Regions from separate parts of the Zea mays genome. Here regions 2 and 3 are each linked to region 1. The links are chromatin contacts, called in public Hi-C maps. All regions are on one chromosome and are shown on one strand. Each heading gives the region's core, a stretch centred on a gene start, on an enhancer-like site or on the middle of the called end of the contact. The rest is flanking DNA. Distances are from core to core; before and after follow the strand shown.

The links. A called contact is a pair of places that touch in the nucleus more often than the background predicts.
Region 2: a contact with region 1 is called in a Hi-C map of ear, with 1.6 times the contacts expected there. The contact joins the promoter of LOC103654668 here to the enhancer-like site in region 1. A contact is called at or near these places in 2 of 25 Hi-C or Micro-C datasets (ear and tassel).
Region 3: a contact with region 1 is called in a Hi-C map of leaf, with 3 times the contacts expected there. The contact joins the promoter of LOC103654672 here to the enhancer-like site in region 1. A contact is called at or near these places in 2 of 25 Hi-C or Micro-C datasets (both in leaf).

Annotation. Positions count from the first base shown.
Region 1 is chr4:225,625,315-225,628,859 of Zm-B73-REFERENCE-NAM-5.0, reverse strand. It overlaps LOC103654671 (a long non-coding RNA gene), which reads right to left. Exons shown (of 3, transcript XR_566264.3): 3 at 2,297-3,545. Among protein-coding and RNA genes, the nearest start is that of LOC103654671, 3.1 kb to the right of the region's middle. Within about 2 kb of position 1,694, at least 16 of the 20 cell types and tissues checked have an H3K27ac peak or open chromatin away from gene starts, as enhancers often do. A contact at or near this core is called in ear and leaf, where this site is marked.
Region 2 is chr4:225,417,983-225,421,527 of Zm-B73-REFERENCE-NAM-5.0, reverse strand. LOC103654668 reads left to right here and starts at 1,527. Exons shown (of 1, transcript XM_008681506.4): 1 at 1,527-3,545. The coding sequence starts at 1,818.
Region 3 is chr4:225,768,206-225,771,750 of Zm-B73-REFERENCE-NAM-5.0, reverse strand. LOC103654672 (probable protein phosphatase 2C 14) reads right to left here and starts at 1,666. Exons shown (of 5, transcript XM_008681516.4): 1 at 704-1,666. The coding sequence starts at 1,177.

The DNA.
Region 1 (3,545 bases), core at 445-2,944:
ATAAGGATAACGATCCTCCGCAACCATAGTTGACTAGTAGATGACGACCTAGACCTCTCACGAACTCATTGTAGCATCCTTTATGCTCCTCGTCTTGGCAGTACCTGTTCTTGACCTGCTGTAAGTTTAGCAAGAGTTACCAAGAATAATGGTTAAGCTGAGCATTGCTTTTAGAGTTGGTCAAAATTTTATTAGCAATTACTAAGTATAAACATATACTAACCCAATTAAATAATTGGTCACAATTAGTAATAAATCTCACAATGCAATGCAAATGACAAATTAACTTTAATTCCATAAATTACTCATATGAGGGTCCGAGCTGCTCATGACCGTGAGCACGGCTGATATACCAGTTTACACTACAGAGGTTGTGCATCTTTACCTACTAGTCATGATACCCATCTTCCACGGGGTTGTATGGATCCCATACACCTCTACCGAGAAGGTGAGGCGGGGTAGCACTACGACGCCTTTCTAAAGTTCTACTAGCATGAGAGAACCCGCTACGGTTTTAGGCCGAGGGGGCGATATAGGAATCCCTCATCCGAAAACCTATCACAGACAGATCGATCTGAGAACCTCCCTATATCGGCAGCTCCCCACACACCGCATGCCCCTTTCGAGAAAAGATTAACTCAAACTAGCTTTCTTAATTAATCGATCAAGGGCGTCCCATTCCACCCTTGTGGTAGCACTGTTTCCTCGGGTGGTCGCTCCATGTTCCAATTAATGAAATAACCTTATCATGAAAAATAACTAAACCAACAATAATAATGAAACATGATCATAATTTATAGTATTGATCCCGGAACTAGGTAGAGCAATAGCAAGACTACCCAATAGTTCATTTGTTTGCAAGGTAGGTGATTAAAACTAAGGTAACCTATTAGGTCCCATAAAATTAACCTGAGCATGTCACGGTGATTATAGAGAACATTATTAGGTAAAAAATGATCAAGGGCACAACTGCCTTATACTTTGGATAACCTAGTTGTGCAGATGTTGCCACAAAAGTTCATACAATCAAGCAAATAATGAATATGGTAACAATACAACAAAGATGGGAACAAACCACACATTATTATTCTACGTGTCGCTACGAGGTCATAGGTTTGAGAACCACTTAAATCGGAGCTACAATTTAAATGATGTGGTTTACGTGATTAAAAAATTAAAACTAGGTCTTATGTTGATTTTATAAATCATGAGAAAAGGTATTAAAGCAATAACCAATTCAACTTTAATATGAGTTACATTTTGGTTAGAGATCATCTTCTAGTCAAATTATAATTACAGACATATTACTTTGATTAGAAAGATTAGTTTACTATATATAGGGTAAATAAATATCTAATTATAAAAATATGCGATATGACAAAATAATGTTTGTCACTGCGTAGACAATTTTATTATGAAACTATCGCAATTTGAATGGACTAAAACAAAAATAAAACAAGCAATATAGAGAATAAATGAGGTTTTAGGTCATTTTTATAATTAAAATCGAGCTTTAGGGACTTATTTGCAAAATCAAGGGACTTGTTTCTAATTAGTTTTAACGGAGAAAGGATGGTGGGTTGGTTTGGGAAAACCTGAGGGTCTCATGCATATATGCCACAGCCGATCACACATGCGTGGTTCTAGCTGACATATCTTAATCCGATGGCTAACGTTTAATGCGACGAAGGGGTAAGGGCTGTTTTAATCTTGATCGTCCATTAGATGATCAATGGTCGGGCACGTTTCTCCCTCCCAGTGCACACTGGCGGTGGAGGTGCTTTTCCCTCACGGCGGAGCACCCCCGGTGCGCGGCAATCCCACGATTCGATGATTTAATCGCGACGAGAATTGGTGTAAAAGATGAGTGAGGCTATGGCGAACCTATGGGTATAGAATTTACCGGTATTCAAGACTATGATGTGGATTACCATGGTTCGCGGTGGTTCCTCGGTGTCGTGACACGACGGTGAGAAATTCCCTGAGCTCCCACAGGCCACAGGTCACCGCATGCGAGGAAGCATCCTAAAGACTACACATGTCTCAGCGAACATCTCCCACCACGCATTGAGGGCTGGGCCGCGATCCCACTCGAGTTCGTCAGTGGCGACAGTCTCTCCCTCTCAGATTCTCTCTACGCCAAACCTTCTATGGTGGCCGTGAGTCGTGAGCCAATGGACGAGGCGGTCACGGGGCCATCTATTTATGCTTGCGAGGAGCTATACCCGACACCAGGGGCGAAGCCAGGATAATTTGTTACTGGGGTTGATAATAACTTACATGTTGAAAAATATGATGTCATGCATAACATCGATAGTTTAAAAAAGAAAAGCAACATATTGTGACAAATAAGCTTTTGCAATAGTATTTACATACCTTCTATATTTTTCCTCTACGGGTACGGTCCTCTATCTTATGAAAGCGAACTATCACATCATCAGTTGGAATTGTGGCTAGAAATCCTGGTTCCACGAAGCATATTATACAATCATTCATAAATCCATCTCCAATACGATTTCTTAACATTGTCTTCACAATTTTCATCGCTGAAAAGCACCTCTCAACCGATGCAGTGGCGATTGGAAGAACCAGTACTAGCTTGAGAAGTCGATAGACCAAAGGAAAACTCGTATGTTTTGTTGTATCCACCATCAGCCTTGCAAGTGCAGAAATAGAGATCAAGCTAGAAAATCTTTCATCAGCTCGCACATTATCAATGAAAAAGTTAAGCTCACGACTTAGGCTCTTGAGAGTTTTATAATGTGAACCCCAACGTGTATCTCCAGCTCTTTGGAGGGATTGCTCTTGATTTAATCCAGTTCCACTGCTTAGTTTTCCACTTCCTATGGATTTGCTAACTCTCTCTTGTTGATTTTCTCGGATCATAACTTTACGCTTGCAAGAAGATCCAGCCACAGTAAGCAATAGGGATATCATGTCAAAGAAATCACTACAGTCATCATTCTTTTTAGCTACAGCAACAATGACTAACTGTAACTGATGAGCAAAGCAATGTATATAATATGCTGAGCTGTTCTCTCTTAAGATTAAAGCCCTTAATCCATTGAACTCACCTCTCATATTGCTAGCCCCATCATAGCCCTGTCCTCTGACTTGTTTTATGCTTAATCCATACTTAACAAACAACTTATCAATGTTAGATTTGAGACATAAAGCTGAATCCATACTTTGTCATTTTCCTCTGCCAAAAGCTTTACTAACTCTTTAAAATTTCCCCTATTTTTAGACTCCTCTAATTCATCATGGCCACGAAAAGCCAAACCTTGATGCAACAAGTAACGAACAGCTTTGATGGAAGTCTTTAATCTAATCAGATGTTCCTCTTTACTGACAGTGGTCTGTTTGTTAAAAACATTTCCAATAGATTGTCCAGGCTTCAAAAGATTGTCACATCTCTTCACAGCCGTGTTATGAAAACTATTGCATTTGTTGCCGACATGATCTCGAAGCCTATCAGATTTGTTCCAGCCATCCCAACCATTTATTACAAATGCATCATTCCCACCTTGGCCTTTGTTGAAATC
Region 2 (3,545 bases), core at 278-2,777, 210 kb after region 1:
GAGTGCATCCAATTTTTATTATTGCCTGACTTTAACAACCACTTCATATTTTGATCTATCTTTTTTATAAGTTTGAGTTCATGTGGCTTATTTTAGAAACTTGAGCTCGTAAACTTTCTCTTATTTGGTCTCTGCATGGTAGAATTATGTCATTCTATAATATCTGTTCATTCAGTTAGTTGTTGTGAACTCTCTTTTAATCGCTCTCTTCATTTGACGTGTTGTATCAAAACATATTAGATGAAGTAAACAACAACATCAGTTAGTCAAATCAAAAAAGTATTATACGAAGAGCGAAGATAATCAATAAAAATCTTAAAAAAATTTGATAAATAATTTACATGGATATTGTTGTAATACGATTGCAACACACGATCAACCGACTAGCTAAATATTTAAACATATGCATATGCCGACTAAACTTTAGTCCACGCATCAACCACACCCTGTACCTCCCCACTCCTTCGTCATTCGGTTCCCATGTCCGTCCCCGTAAAGTCGGCCTCAATCCGACTACCCATCCATGCCTCTCTAGTCTTCGTCCGCCTACCGCTATCAGCATCTGCAGTCCCAGCAAACAAATCACTCGCTACTCTTGCCTACACCCTCACAATCATGTACGAATACTAGTGACTGCTTTCCTCTCCTCAGCATTTTTGGCAAGTGTTGTGCTGGCGTGCCGTGTGTGGAGAGGAACGCTATATAAAGCAACGTCTAAAAAAGAAAAAAAATACTATATATTAGCATACTAGTATATAAATATAAGAGTAACTCCAATAGTTTTCTAAAAGACTCTCTAAATTAATAATTTAAGTAACTAAACTAAAAGCTCCTCTCCAACGGTTCTCTAAATGAACTTCATAAATTTAGCTACTTCTCATCTAACCTTATTTTCTCTCTACATTTAGTAACCATTTACCAACTCCTTAAACAAAAAAAAATTGACGGTAATTTTTGTATTTCGCTGCCTTTTTCACTTTATAGTAACGATATATTAACATAGCCCATGCGTCGAACAACGACAGTCAGCTAGAGATTAAATAATTGCCAATACAATAGCCGCACGTACACGTGTCGGAAATAAATAAATAAACAATTGCAACTGTAAATTAAAAGGTCAACACAACTCACCAAGTTGAATATGCCATCGATGATGGTCCCACTCAGATGGGTGACATGTTAAATTTTAACATATTTAAAAAGTAATATATATAGAACTGTTGGACGAGATACGTTTTTTTTCATATAGTATTTAAGTACTTGCTAAATCTAAGATTTAGGTAGCATAATTATACATAACTATTGAAGTTGCTCCAATAAGTACCCTATATATTTAGGGGACTTTTCAATTCATTCATCTCATCCTTCTTTTGTCCCTATCAAACCCTTTTCTTGTGTCTCTCTGCTCTCTCGCTTTCTACCTGGGCTCCGCACCGCATCGCATTTGTTTTCTCCTCTGACGCATCCCAAATCCTCTTTTCTAAACCCCACAAAACCTCCACGAAATACCCCACCCCACCCACCCCGGCTCCCGCGCGCGCATGGACGGCTCACCGCAGCGGCCGCCGCCCAATGCGCCGCTCCGATCGCCGTCCGCGGGCGCCGCCAGGTGCCGACTCCGGCATTAGCCGCGCAGCGCGGGGAGTTGCACGCCGCCGCCACCGCGGGATTCGGTTGGCGGGTTGGTGACCGGAAAGGAAGAGCGGGTGTGGTTCCCTTTCTTCTCTCCGTACCGCGCCCGGCGTGATCGGGTTCGCCGATCGTTGGTTGGTCGGTCGGTTCCTCTGCCCCTTGTTCGCTGGGTCGGTCCGACGGCCATGTCCGCGGCAACGGCCAAGGAGGAGGAGGAGGAGGAGGAGGAGGAGGAGGAGGAGGAGGAGGAGGCGCCCGCTTCGGTGCCGGCCACGGCGCCCGGAATGGGCGGCGAGGAGGCCGCCGCGCGCGCCGCCAAGAAGCGCTACGAAGCCCTCCTCGCTGTGCGGTCCAAGGCGGTCAAGGGCAAGGGTGCCTGGTACTGGGCGCACCTCGAGCCCGTTCTCATCCCGCCCACCGACACCGCCATGCCGCCCAAGGCCGTCAAGCTGCGCTGCGCCTTGTGCTCCGCCGTCTTCTCCGCCTCCAACCCGTCGCGGACCGCATCCGAGCACCTAAAGCGTGGCACCTGCCCCAACTTCGCTGCCCGTCCGCAGGGACTCGCCGGCGCCTCGGGCTCGCAGCAGCAGCAGCTCTCGCTACCGTCCAACTCCACCGCATCGTCGCCTGTCCCCATCTCCTCAATTGCGCCCTCCTCGCCTCGCCGCCGCCATCAACACCACCACCAATTCCGCAATCGCAAGCGCAACTCCATGCCCCCCGCGTACACGACAGCAGACCCCGGGTCCCACCATCACCACCTCGTCGTTGTTGACCCGCCCTCGGTCCACTCACCGGCGTTGCCCGCGCTGCCGGCGCCCCCTCCGCCCCACCAGTCGGCACTCGTGCTCTCCGGTGGCAAAGACGACTTGAGCGCTCTCGCCAAGCTCGAGGACAGCGTGAAGCGCCTTAAATCACCCAAAGCATCGCCGGTCGCCATGATGCCCAGGCCGCAGGCTGACGCGGCGCTCGCTCTGCTGTCGGACTGGTTCCTAGAGTCATCGTCTGGCGTATCGCTCTCTGCCGCTGGCCATCCCAAGCTCCGGGCCTTCCTGCGCCATGTCGGGCTGCCGGACCTGCAGCTGCAGCACGCCGACCTCTGTGGCCCACGTCTCGACGCCCGCTTCGCTGAGGCGCGCGCCGACGCCACCGCGCGGGTTCGGGACGCACTCTTCTTCCAGCTTGCCGCCGACGGCTGGCGGGAGCAGGTGGTCACCTTCTCTGTCAACCTCCCAAATGGCACGACCGTGTTCGATCGTGCTGTTCCGGTACCCGCCATGGCGCCCTCAGACTACGCCGAGGAGCTGATGCTCGAAGCCGTGGCTTCCGTCTCAGCCTCAGGTTCCTCCAACGACCTCCACCGTTGCGCAGGCATAATTTCTGACCGCTTCAAATCAAAGGCGCTGCGTGATCTCGAAAACGAGAACTACTTGATGGTGAACCTATGTTGCCAAATCCATGGCTTCACCCGTTTGGTGCGGGACTTCGCAAGGGAACTCTCGCTTTTCCGCTCCGCCACAGCCAAATCTGCCAAGCTTGCTGCCTACTTCAATGCCAAACAGACGCCGCGGTCCTTGCTGCACAAGCATCAAACGCAACAGCTCGGACATGCCTCGCTCTTTCGAGTCGCACATGTGCCGTTCAACGGCAGTGGCGCCAACTGCCGCGCGGCCTTTGAGATGCTCGAGGAAATTCTGAACTCTGCACACCCCCTCCATTGCGCTGTGCAAGAGGACTTGTACAAGCTCTTGTGCATCGATGACTCAGCTGCCCGGGAGATTGAGGAGATGGTGCACAGTGAGGCTTTCTGGGTAGAGGTTGATGCTGTGCACTCGCTCGTGAAGCTGATAATGGATATGGTGAAGGAGATGGAGGCTGACCGACCTCTTGTTGGGCAATGCCTGCCACTATGG
Region 3 (3,545 bases), core at 417-2,916, 140 kb before region 1:
TGTTAGAGATTACTATGGTAGTCAAATCGTGAAAGTTATCATAACTCATGTAGGGAAAATATGAGTTCGAAAAAAATTAGATAGGATCCGTACATGTGTCACTCAATGGGCATGCAGTCAAATTGGTAATCAAGCATTTGGAAAGGGGAGGATGGGGCTTCAAGCAGATAAGATCATCCAACGAGGAGATGGAGAAAGGGGAAAAAAAACTAGTATTGGATAAGGATGAGAATCATGTGGAGCCCCTCCAACCTCCATGAAGTATTCCAACTCAACACCAATTATTAGGTTTGAATAAGACTACCAAATAGGAATTATCAACATCCAATGGCAACCAGTGTCAAATATATATAGGATTTGAGTAAAAGTTCAATTCTTGAATAGTTTCATATTGTGTGCTCATGTTGCGATAAGAACATGCATAAGCTGTGGCCAAAGATAAAACAAACAATTCCCTGAGGCTTGCATTAAGATCAAATTACAGAAGAGTAAAATCTGAATCTGAACTTCTCCGTCGAATAAAAAATCTGGAACACAGGATATGTCAGGCAAACTAATCCGGAGTAAGAACAAGGTTGCTTAGATCTTGGGGAGATCTGATCAAGAACAGTGGGGAAAAGTACATCAAGAATCTCACAGCACAAGATGTGTGAGAAGTACAGACAAGAAAGCAGGGAAAAGATGGTTCTTTTTTCTCCTTTACCTCCCAGAAGATCATAGCATCCTGGTTGACGCCCTTCTTGCCCTGCAGCGTGTACAGTGACGCGACGGCGCAGGCGCCATTGCCAGCGATCCGGCCGGGGGTGGCCCTGAGCGCCGCTGCGAAACGCCGGGCGTCGGTTGGCTCAGGCCCCGCCCCAACCCCGCGAGGCAGCGGCGGGAGCGGCTGCCGCTGGGGCCGCGCCGTAGCCCATGTCATGCCTAACGCGCCGAGCAAGCCGAGGAGGCAGTCGAAGAAGTCCTCCATGCATCGTCCTCTACCGGCAGCGGGGCCGGCGCCTGTTCCAGCAGCTCCCGCTCCATCTCCTCCCGCCACTGCTGGACCCGCAGACCGGGTGCTGACCATGGCGACGCGCGCGGCGACGGCGAGCGCAACCAGGCGCTGGTGCTCCCCTCCGCTGCCGCTAGGCCGCCGACGGCTGGTGCCTGACCGGCGCCCGGCGGCGGCTTCCACCATGCACCCGCGGCCGATCCGCACCCGGCGCCGCGCGCCGCCGCCGCCCGCCGAGAAGCTCGCTCTCCGACGCCGGCGGCAGGAGAAGCAAGAAACGGAGGAGTGAGGCAGAGCGTACGGCCAAGGGACTCGGACACCAAGAGTGGAGAGGGAGAGAGTGGCTGCCGCTAATCAAGCGGGGATGGATGTAGTGTAAAAAGAGGAATGTTATATATGCCTGAAAAGGGCAGCAAGAACACGGGCACGGGGCGAGTCAAGCAGCGCAACCAAAACCCAACCCCTCTGTCTGTCTCTATCCATGGATTGGTATAGTATAGTACTAGTACAGAAGTGGTGGTTAGGAAACAAGAAACCTGCGTAATCCCATACTTAAAAAGGCTCTTAGCAACAACGAATCGATTGATTGATTAACCGGCTAATCTAGCCCAGAGGACGAGAGGAGAACGAGGCCGGCGGCGGTGCTTAATATTCGATCTCTCGCCGTTGGAGGGGAGGGGGAAGTGGTGGCCGATAGGGGGACGGGACATTAAAACGGCGAATAGAGAAGCACGAGAAAGAGACGCGAAGTTGACTAAACTTCGTGTCGTGTCGGACCCCAAACCAAACGATTTTTCTATGTTTTTCCTCTATTTTCCAGAGAGAAAACATAAGCCATCATGAATTAAACAGGCTGCTAAAGCGACAAGTTCACTTTCACATATAGTAACATCATTAATATGCCGTTTGGATACTTGGAATTAAATTACATTCTAATAATAATAATTTATACACATATCAATTAAACTGATACGGTTTTATGTAAAATATATTTATATACTACTATTTATAAATGTCAAATATGCTACATTTTTACTACAGAGAAGTTGGCTGAAGAGCATCCTATAAATTGTAGAGTAGAAATATATTCTACTGATACATTAAATCATTTTCCATACTCCACCTCGTAAAATTAAGCTAGGCTTATATCTAAACTTTAGAAAGTGATGAAATATCAAATTTCAAACCGAATAGATTATTTTATTAAGTAAACTAGGTGAGTGTCGTGCGTTGCAACGGGACCACTACATTGCAACATTTAAGTACAAGGATTTTCCACTTGCAACGGGGCCAGAAGCTCCAATGTCTAGGAACAATTCAGGAGAGGCAGAAATCAGAAAGTGTATCGAGTCCTTCGGAAGGGCAACAAATTATTGGTTAGGTTGCTTCTTGCCTGTGAAATTGATCGAAAAGCAAAGAAGGACATTGACTTGAGACAATAGGGAGGCGAGGCAGAGCGGCCTCGCGAACGTCTGCTTTAGAGCTCAGTGGACGTTCTTCTCGTGCCACAACTTCTTCCTCAGCTTGTCCACCTGTAAGACAAAATCGAAAACGCTGAACGTCCTCAACAGAAATGCAATAGGCTTACGACTAAACACCAGGTAGAACAATACACACACGTCTTGTTGCAGTGCAGTTTTCCCGTCCCTTCGAAAATGGTTTCTGTTCTTCATGCCTTGAAGTGTCGCATTTGCGGAGGACGCCTTCATGGACACTGGCGCTATCTTCGAGCTAGGTGGCCTCTTTTGCTCCTCCATGGCCATGGACAGAGGAAACAACACAAAAAAATTACTCACCCCAAACACATTCCTCTAATCTTCATAAGAACAGATAAGAGTACAATAAGACAAGCTCAAATAATAGTATAATATCAAGTATGCAATATATATTTGGTCTCAAAGTACAAGTTCAACCACCTTCTGCAATAGGCTAACCAACTATAAGGATAACAAAATGTAGCATGTCGTAAGTATAAAACTCTCACTTGCAACTTAATATTACAGACTGAGGTTCAACACAATATGAAGCTCTTCATTGCCCCCATATATTTTAAAAGAATTGCTCAAAAGAAAATACATATCTTGTTTTGTACAAGTGATCGAACATTGAGTGTCGCTAACCGTAAAAGGCAGTGCTTCAGCAAAAGGAGCACAACAACACCAACGTTTGTGTAACAAAACATACACACTTTAGCTCCACATTTTCAATGCAAGAAACCGCTGGATTGGCAAAAGAAGGAAGCAAGCAGCAAATCAAGAAGCAAAAGCCACACAACATCTTAAATCCGCCTCCAACATCTAATCATTTCAAATATATTCATACCTATGAACCGCATCTTAATTATCCTTGCTAAAAATGCAAGGACCTACGATGTTATGAAAGGCTGATTGCAGCTTGGAGGGGATATGAAGTAAGAACCACCAATATCATTTGTCAAATCATTTTCGAAACTTACCCGCTTGCTCCCATTGCCTTATAGGATGTAAAGCAACTATCCACTGCCAGGCTGCCCGTCCTAACCCACAGGCTGCACCATTACAAGTCTACAAGCATA